Linked DNA regions of Gossypium hirsutum: region 1 is linked to region 2. Evidence: chromatin contacts called from public Hi-C data. All regions are on one chromosome and are shown on one strand. Each heading gives the region's core, a stretch centred on a gene start, on an enhancer-like site or on the middle of the called end of the contact. The rest is flanking DNA. Distances are from core to core; before and after follow the strand shown. Region 1 holds the start of LOC107954193 (anthranilate synthase alpha subunit 2, chloroplastic). Region 2 holds the start of LOC107954198 (cytochrome P450 86A1).

Region 1 (4,477 bases), core at 1,318-3,817, 160 kb after region 2:
GTGATCAAAATAGGTTTGAATAATGATTTAATTAAAAAATCCGAATAGTTTTAATGAAAAATCAACTAGTATTGTAATCAAGTTCAGTTATTTTGCAAGAAATAATTGTATAAATCAATTTTTTTCTTTTAAAATACTTAAAAATTGAATATAAAAAACACCAAAGCGTCAAATAGTATATAGTAAGAAATCAAAGATTTAACTAATGGTTTGACAACTAAAAGGCTGTGCTTGTTTTGTGGCCAAATAAGAGAAAGCCCTATTTTTAGCATAGCATACTTGTTGTTAAACTCATTAATTTCTGATATCCCGGCTTTGAATCTCGTAGACAATCTATTTTAATTAAAAAAAGATTATAAGTAATAAAAAGGAAATGTGTAATTTCTTGCAATTTCAGTGCATAATTGGAATATAAATTTTATAGTTTTAGAGTATGTTTGATAAACTAAAAATTTAAATGTTGAAAAATTAAGTATTAAATTTTACTGCTACATTTTTTAAGTGTTGAATTTATATTAAAAAATTGTTTGGTAAATTAGTAAATATAAGTACTGAATATAATTATGTTGTTTGATAAAAGTAAATACATATCTTTTAAAAATTATTTATTTCTTACTTTTAATCTTATTAATATAATATTTTATATTATTTTAAATAGTTCTGAATGAAAGATAAATATGATACTCTGGATAACTCTTTTTTTAAAAGTAAAAATGATAATTTATTTCAATTTTTTAATAAAATAAAATGAATTTAATATTTTCTACATTAAAAATAATAAACTATCGAAATATAATTTTAAATCAATAATTTTTATTTACTCAAAATCAAATTACTTCTTAATAATCACATATTTATTCAAATATAGAATTTAAACAATAAACTATGCTATTCATCAATCAATTAATGAAAAAATTCTTCAATTAGTTTTACAAAAAAAATTGAAACAAAGAAAAAAAAAAGCCAAACTAATAGCACTTTTACATCATTTTAACATGTAAATTATGTTAAAAATCAAATTTAATTATATTTTATAATAAATTGAAAATTTCATACGATTTTATTGTAACTAAAATCTATTAAAACCGTCGATTGAGTCTTAATTCGATTGGCACGGGCATTGTTGTTAATGTAGGAGGACGTGAGTTCGAATACATTAAAACACATTATCTTCTTATTTATGGTTGGGGAAGGGCTACGGTAGTTTTAGACATTGTGTTCAAAAGAACAGATATAAAATTGTCAAAATCAAAATTTATCTATATTGCGCAATATTTATCTTAAAAGATAAGATAAAAAATTTAATATAGATGTTTTTAAAACAATTTATTTTAATATTTTAAGCTAGCAAAATTTATATCAAAATTTTAAAATTTTTCTTAGTATTTTTAATGATTTATCTTTAAGGCTTTTACTGGATAAGAAAAAGTGATAATATAGTTTTTTTTAATTTTTAATTTTAAATATTTACAAATTAGATAAAAAATTTAATCTGGTTTCTTTTTGAACAATTCATTCTAATATTTTGAATAACTTGTGTTAATAGTAAAATTTAAGAGAATAACAAATTTAGTAGGATAAGATAAATTTTAAATTATTAAATTTAGATTTTTTAAAGATTTATTTTAATATTTTTAACAGTATATTTTAAACAATTAAATTTATCTCAAAACTCTAAAACATTTTCTTAATGTATCCTAATAGTAATTATTTTAAAAATCAAACAAATATATGGTAACTTAATTTTAAGATAAAATATTTATTTAAATATTAGCTTTAATTATTTTTAAATTGTAATTAACATGAGGTTATCTATTATTATTTAATGACATGTGGGTATCTTACATGTTCCAATTCGATAACGTTAATGGCTATTACAAAAGTTTTAAAAGTTGGATGGCGAAATATAATCTTGACCAAAGTTTAGAGATAGAGAGTATAGTTTACCTTTTTTTTCTTTTAATATCTCATATGGGTTAACAGGCGGAGTATAAATGATTAAAAACGAAAATTTTTAAATTTTTTTTATTTTTTAGAGTTAAAGAGTAAATTCACAGTTTTTGTAATTTTTGAGGGGCAAAGTTATTGAAAATTTCAAAATTATAACTAAAATGGCAAAACTTGTAAACATTGAAGATTAAATTTGTTGAAATTTTAACATAATTTTTAATATTTTTAAGATTCTTTTTAATTGTTAGAATTATTGTTAAGAAAAATTTTAAAAATTAAAATGATATTTTGAATCAAATTAGTGTTCTATTCATCATTTAACAAATAAAAATTTAATAGAGATGTTAATTTACTCCTTTCGAAATGTATAAAAGTTAATTTATTTATTTTTTTAGTAGAGAAATCAAAATACAATCTGTCTTTAAATAGAAGTAAGCAATTAAGTATACGTAAACTATCACGAGAACTACCACATCTATGTTAATAAAATTTTAACAACGTAAATTTTGAATAATGAGCTGAAAGAAAAAAAAAAGAATTCAGAGGAAAATGATAAAATTGATAAATATGCATATTATTAAAATGAGAGAAGGTTGGAACCCGATCCAAGCCCAATCAACATTAGGTTCCAATGACGGATCTAAATCAACAACCCGAACCGACTTTCTCTCTCCTTTCCAATGAGCGCAAAGCCCTAAGTTTTTGCCTTCATTTTCTGGAACTGATTAACTTTTGTAATTTTTGGCGCATCAGCTTCACACTTTTGAACAGGCAAAATCAATTGCTGCAATGGCCGCCATCGAAACCCTAGCCTTTACTCCCCGTCAGCTTCCGTCTAATCCCCTCCGGTTCTCTTCTACCGTTTCCGTCAACCTCAACCCCAGATTCTCCGGTTTCCGTTCAAAGTCCATTTCTCTTATTGGCTCCACTTCCCGCGTCCGTACGCTCAGATGCACTTCGCTTTCATCATCTCCTTCTATAGGTACTATTACTTTCCCTTCAATCTCAATCTCAATCTCAATAAAATAAAATAAATTATTTTTGAATGATTCTGTTTTGTTCGCGGGAGCATGCAGTTGACAAAGATGTGATTTTCCTTTCAATTTAGATTAAAATTACTAATTTCAAACCCCCCCCGAATAGTTCAATTTATTGCCTCTTTACCTTCTTCAGTGAAAGTAATGTATATGAACTTTTAAAGAAAAAAGTTTTTTTTTCTATGATTTGAATGTTCACCAGTTGATCAGTCAGTGAAATTTCGAGAAGCTTCGAAGAACGGGAATTTAGTTCCTCTTTACCGATGTATATTCTCGGATCACTTGACGCCGGTGATAGCATATAGATGTTTAGTCAAGGAAGATGATAGGGATGCTCCGAGCTTTTTGTTCGAGTCTGTCGAGCCTGGTTTGCTGGCTTCCAGTGTTGTAAGTTCCTTCTTCGCGCGCCTGTTATATGTTTATAGGCTACGGTTTAGTAATGTTTATGTTGATGTGTATTTGGGGCTAATCCGTGTTAGGGAAGGTATAGTGTGGTTGGAGCTCAGCCAAGCATTGAAATTGTGGCTAAAGAAAATATGGTTACAATTATGAACCATGAGGAGGGGAGTAAGATAGAGGAGATTGTGGACGATCCAATGACTGTTCCACGGAGAATTATGGAGCGATGGGAGCCCCAACGTATAGATGAGCTTCCAGAAGTATTTTGTGGTGAGTAATTTGGACTTAATAGCTTTAGCTTCAGCTGATGTTCACCATAACCCCTTTTGGTTTTTTGTGTGAAGGTCCTGTCATCAACTTTGTTTTTGGATATTTCTGATCTTGTTTTTTTTTTTTTGTTTTTCTTCTTTCTGTCTTTCCATTTCTATACGTGCTAGTCTAAAAAATCACTCTGGAGTCGTACTACTTTTTGACATTTCTGGAAATATTTAGGTGTCACATCAATTTTTGATGGATAAAATAGAAGAATGGAAGGCTTTTGTTATTGAAGACACCAACTTATGGTGTAATGATACAATGTCTTTGTTCAGGTGGCTGGGTTGGTTATTTCTCATATGACACAGTGCGGTACGTAGAGAAAAAGAAGCTTCCATTCTCTAGTGCTCCCCTCGATGACCGAAACCTTCCAGATGCTCATCTAGGCCTCTATGATGATGTCATTGTATTTGATCATGTTGAGAAGGTATTTTACATTGTCCTATAGTCTATGTATAATCTCTTTCTTGGTGTGTCTCATTTGTTTTTTCGGCAAGGGAGTATGTCTTTAAGCGGCATCTCTTATTTCCTTTAGTGTTTCTCAAATTTATGTAGTGGAATTGTGTATTACTCTATCATATGTCTTTAACTTAGGTCTGTTTCAAAGGCCATTACAATGATGCCTACATTCCTGTGATTTTCACTTCTTTTTTCCCCTTTCGGATGACATTATGCATCTTGATATGTGGTCTTGGTTTAAATTATAGTTGAACTTTATGGATGTTTTTGAGAATAATCTTGGCTTTGATTTATTAGCTTGTTGAACACAGAAAGCA
Region 2 (4,818 bases), core at 931-3,430:
TTAATCTTAAATTTATTCATGACTCAACTTATAGACTAACTAATTTACATGTATAAATTTTCACTAAATTGGATTACCATAACCATTTATTTAAGGCGCCTAAATAATTTGATATCTTATGCAAATAAATAAATATATATTTATTGGTCGATTGAGTCTTAGCTCTATTAGCATGTGTATTGTTATAAATATAGAAGGATGTGAGTTCAAGTGCGCTCAAGCACATTATCCTCTTATTTATGAGTTGAGGAGGAACTATAGATAGTTTTAGCATCATGTTAAAAAGAATAGATATGATAAAAAAACGACATAAAATGCTAAAAAAATATACAATCATAATAAAATTATAAAATAAATTATTAATATGTAAAAGTCTATAAATAAAAAGCTCACACAATTTTTTATTTTTCTTTTTCATTTTCCCTCCTTCCATTTTTCCTTCTATGTTTCTTTCCTTTCTCTCCTTCCCTTCCCTCTCACCCACCCACCCACCCAAAAAAAACAAGCTAGGCACATCTACAGTGCTTAGCTATAGTCTTGAAAATGCGATGATTAAACTTGTATAAAATGTCGAGCAAAGACGTAACTAAGGGAGGCAATCGGACAAGCAGTGGCCTTGGAACCCTTTAGTTGAGGGGTAGAATAACATTTCCAATCCATTTTAATTATGAATTACTCAAATTAAGTCTTTTTTAAGTCTTTTTTGCTTTTTCCCCCAACATTTTAAAACTTTATTTTGCCCCCTCACCTAATATCATAGTATTGGCTTTACCCCAGATGCTAAGAAAGGGGTTTAAAAGACAATGAATTTAGTGTTTGATAGCTTAAGATAAGTGATGAGTAATGGTTTTAGTTTAGAATAGGTGATACGAGTGAAGTTAATAAGGATGGACTGAGGCATGATGTAAGCAACTTGTGAGGGGAAAAATTAGTATTTTATTAAAAAAATTGTTAGAAATTATTAAAATATTATAAAAAAATTAAAATTACTTCCCTTTTATAAATATTTATAATTTTATAAAATTTTTGAAAATTTTTATATCCTTGAAAAGCAATTAAGCCCTCCTAATAAAATAATTATAAAATTCACATGAGCATTTTTTCATGTCAAATATCACATCATCATTTTTTCAAGTTAGTTGTCACGTTACATCAGTACTAGGCTTGAAAAATGGGCTTGAATAAAAAAATAAGGCCCATTTAGAAAACAGGTCGAGCCTCGAGTAAATTTTTTTCGGCCCGGGCCTGGCCCGACCCAAATTTGCAAAAAAAAATATTGTTGTTTTGTTGTCATTTCACTATTATATTGTTATTATTTTATTGTTATTGTTTGAATATTATATAACTCTTGTTTTATTATTAATTTTGCTACTACTTTAAAGGTATTTACTTGTTAAGTTTTACATATCTTAGTGTTATTTAAGTATAAAGACTTTTTTTAATTTATTGGGAAACATTTATTTTAATGTTTTTAGTGTATTTAATGTATTTTATTTTTAAATTTATTTTTATATAAAAATAATATAAAATAATTTTAATACAGGCGGACCGAGTCAGACTCGGGTTTTAACTTTTTTTATCCGGATCGGACTTAGGCAATATTTTAGGTCCATTTTTTAGGACCAAGCCTATAAAACAGACCTAAAATTTTGTTACGGCCCAACCCGACGCATGATAACCTCTAAGCAACACTTAGTGGCCCGTTAGGGGCTTTGATGAAAACCATATTACATGAACTCAACCGATCGCTAACTCTCAATTAATTGCACTTTTTAATTAAATAGTCGATTGTTAATTATTTTATAAAAAATTTTAAATTACCTAAAGCCTAATTTTATATATATATATATTTAAAGGATTATGTCTTAAAAAAGTATTCAACATGAGTAGATGATGATATAATGACATATCGGGTAAAACTTAAGAAACAAATCAAATTAATGTAAAAACAACCAATTAGTTAATTATGGCTTCGAAGCATTAGTTGTGTCACTTACCTACAAAACATACTTTGCATGGTTTTCGTGTAAATTCCCTAAAATAAATAGTTCCTATCAACCCAACAGCGACTTTGGACTAGAAATTTCCTAACTACTCTTCCTAAACCTTTCCCATTGTCATCACTTCATATTTATATATAAACATATTCATAATCATATATATAACTTCAATCCTATCAATCTCTGTCCAATTAAGCTGTCTAGTGCAAAGAATTCTAGACCATAGCATCAATTCTCTAATATAGGTCCTAGCAATGGAATTGGAAAACCCTCCATTTGGGTTCACCCTAGCAGCTGCTGCAACATTTGCTTATGCAATATGGTTCTATCTGCTAGCCAAGAGGTTAAGTGGTCCAAGGGTATGGCCTCTGGTCGGTAGCCTACCATTTCTTTTCATGAACCGGAGGAGGATGCATGATTGGATTGCTAGTAATCTTCGAGCAACGGGTGGTTCAGCCACCTATCAAACATGTACCATTGCTGTTCCATTTTTGGCTCGCAAGCAAGGGTTCTACACTGTCACTTGTCACCCCAAAAACATTGAGCACATTCTCCGGACCCGGTTCGATAATTACCCCAAAGGGCCTCATTGGCAGGCTGCATTTCATGATCTTTTGGGGCAAGGGATCTTCAACAGTGATGGAGAATCGTGGCTGATACAGAGGAAAACAGCAGCACTTGAGTTCACGACCAGGACACTCAGGCAAGCCATGGGTCGTTGGGTTAATAGGACTATCAAGAATCGTCTATGGTGTATTTTGGACAAAGCATCAAATGAGAAGAAAGCAGTGGATTTGCAAGACTTGTTGCTTCGTTTAACCTTTGACAACATTTGTGGGCTTACATTTGGCAAAGACCCACAAACACTTTCTCACGAGTTACCAGATAACCCTTTTGCTACTGCTTTCGATACAGCCACTGAAGCAACTCTTAATAGGCTTCTTTACCCTGGTTTACTATGGAGATTGAAGAAGATTTTGGGGATAGGAGCTGAGAAAAGATTAAAGAGTAGCCTCCGAATCGTTGAAAACTACATGAACGAGGCCATTGAAGCACGAAAAGAAGCTCCATTGGATGATCTACTGTCCCGTTTCATGAAGAAAAAAGATGCTGGGGGAAACCTTTTCACAAGCACCGTTCTTCAATGCATCGCTCTGAACTTCGTCCTCGCTGGTCGTGACACCTCTTCCGTAGCCCTCAGCTGGTTCTTCTGGCTCGTAATGAACCACCCAGAGATTGAGCAAAAGATCATCGATGAAATATCAAGGGTTCTCCGCAACACCCGCGGCCCAGATACCAAGAAATGGGTGGAAGAGCCACTGATGTTCGATGAAGCAGACAAGCTGATATATCTGAAAGCAGCATTAGCTGAAACACTGCGGTTATACCCCTCGGTTCCTCAGGACTTCAAGTACGTTGTCGAAGACGATGTGTTACCAGATGGCACATTGGTTCCCGCTGGCTCCACCGTCACATATTCAATATACTCAGTTGGAAGAATGAAGAGTATATGGGGAGAAGATTGCATGGAGTTTAAGCCCGAAAGATGGCTATCAGCAGAAGGTGACAAGTTCGAGGCACCAAAGGATGGTTACAAGTTTGTGGCGTTCAACGCTGGACCAAGGACTTGTTTGGGCAAAGACTTGGCTTACTTGCAAATGAAGTCGGTGGCCTCCGCAGTTCTGCTGCGTTATCGGGTTTCGCTGGTTCCTGGACACAGGGTGGAGCAGAAGATGTCTCTCACACTGTTTATGAAGAAAGGTCTTCGTGTTTACTTGCAGCCGCGTCTACTTGCATAGACAAATTGTACTGATCTCTTAACTTTGTATTTGCCACCTCTTATACTATTATTATATACAGGAAATTAAAGCATGCATGGAGGATATATCATTGTTGTTCATGTTGGCTTTGGGGGGGGGGGTATAGTTTGATTTGATTTGGTTTCAACATTTCAAACAAATGTTTGTTTCTTCAATACAATACAGTTGCTTTAAGATGCATATTTGAATTTCTCCATGTTTTAGACACTAGGGGTTGGGCTGGCTTAGGTTCGTCCATCTCGCTAGGTTTATGGGCTTTGCCCGACTAGATGCCCTGTCCTTAATGTTTTTACAACCTGATCCAATGTCCTTATCCCAACACAATTATTACCGTCTTCCTTTGTGGTTCCTTACCCAAAGCGGCAATTATATTCATTCAAATAAACTGAAAAAAAGCAGAGCAAGTGAGGCCAGAACCCCTGCATGACTAGGGTGGATCATCACTCATCACTACACCAGCAAAACAACCACCCCTAAAGCTCCACAATTACATTATTATTCAACTCATGAGTGTTCAAAGTCATATATTAGTATTGATGAAAACAACCTTTTAACCTAATATTGTGGAGTTAACCATTTAACGAGAGCAGATAATCCATCCTTGAATTGATGGAGTCTCTAATACAAAGTACAAAACTAAATGTCTTGTCTTGTTGCAGCTATCAAAACCAGACACAAACTTCAGGTAAATTTCCCTCCTTTTTTTTATTATTCATTCACTTGGATAAAATTTCTACTTCTACTTCTATTTCTTTAATCTTTATTCTTTTTTTAATCGAAGTTTATTTTTTTATCACTCGCAACTTCATTAATTAGACGCTAAATGGGCATGTTCAATTTGCCAAATCCCTCTCATAATTGGATGTGATTTTTCCCCTTTCTATCATAAAAACAGGAAGAAAATGCATAATATTATGTGTCCTCGCTTCATCTTTATTTAAAATATTTGAGTTTATCTTAAATCAAAACCACTCTAAAAGTTAATTTTATTTACTTAA

The links. Hi-C and Micro-C count contacts between places; a contact is called where the count stands out from the background.
Region 1: a Hi-C map of leaf shows a contact between it and region 2, with 2.6 times the contacts expected there. The contact joins the promoter of LOC107954193 here to the promoter of LOC107954198 in region 2. A contact is called at or near these places in 8 of 34 Hi-C or Micro-C datasets (callus, hypocotyl, leaf and 1 more).

What each region holds. Positions count from the first base shown.
Region 1 is chrD07:14,623,520-14,627,996 of Gossypium_hirsutum_v2.1, forward strand. It overlaps LOC107954193 (anthranilate synthase alpha subunit 2, chloroplastic), which reads left to right and starts at 2,568. Exons shown (of 11, transcript XM_016889681.2): 1 at 2,568-2,932; 2 at 3,190-3,374; 3 at 3,467-3,656; 4 at 3,977-4,128; 5 at 4,472-4,477. The coding sequence starts at 2,740.
Region 2 is chrD07:14,468,074-14,472,891 of Gossypium_hirsutum_v2.1, forward strand. LOC107954198 (cytochrome P450 86A1) reads left to right here and starts at 2,181. Exons shown (of 1, transcript XM_016889687.2): 1 at 2,181-4,000. The coding sequence starts at 2,255. The coding sequence ends at 3,799.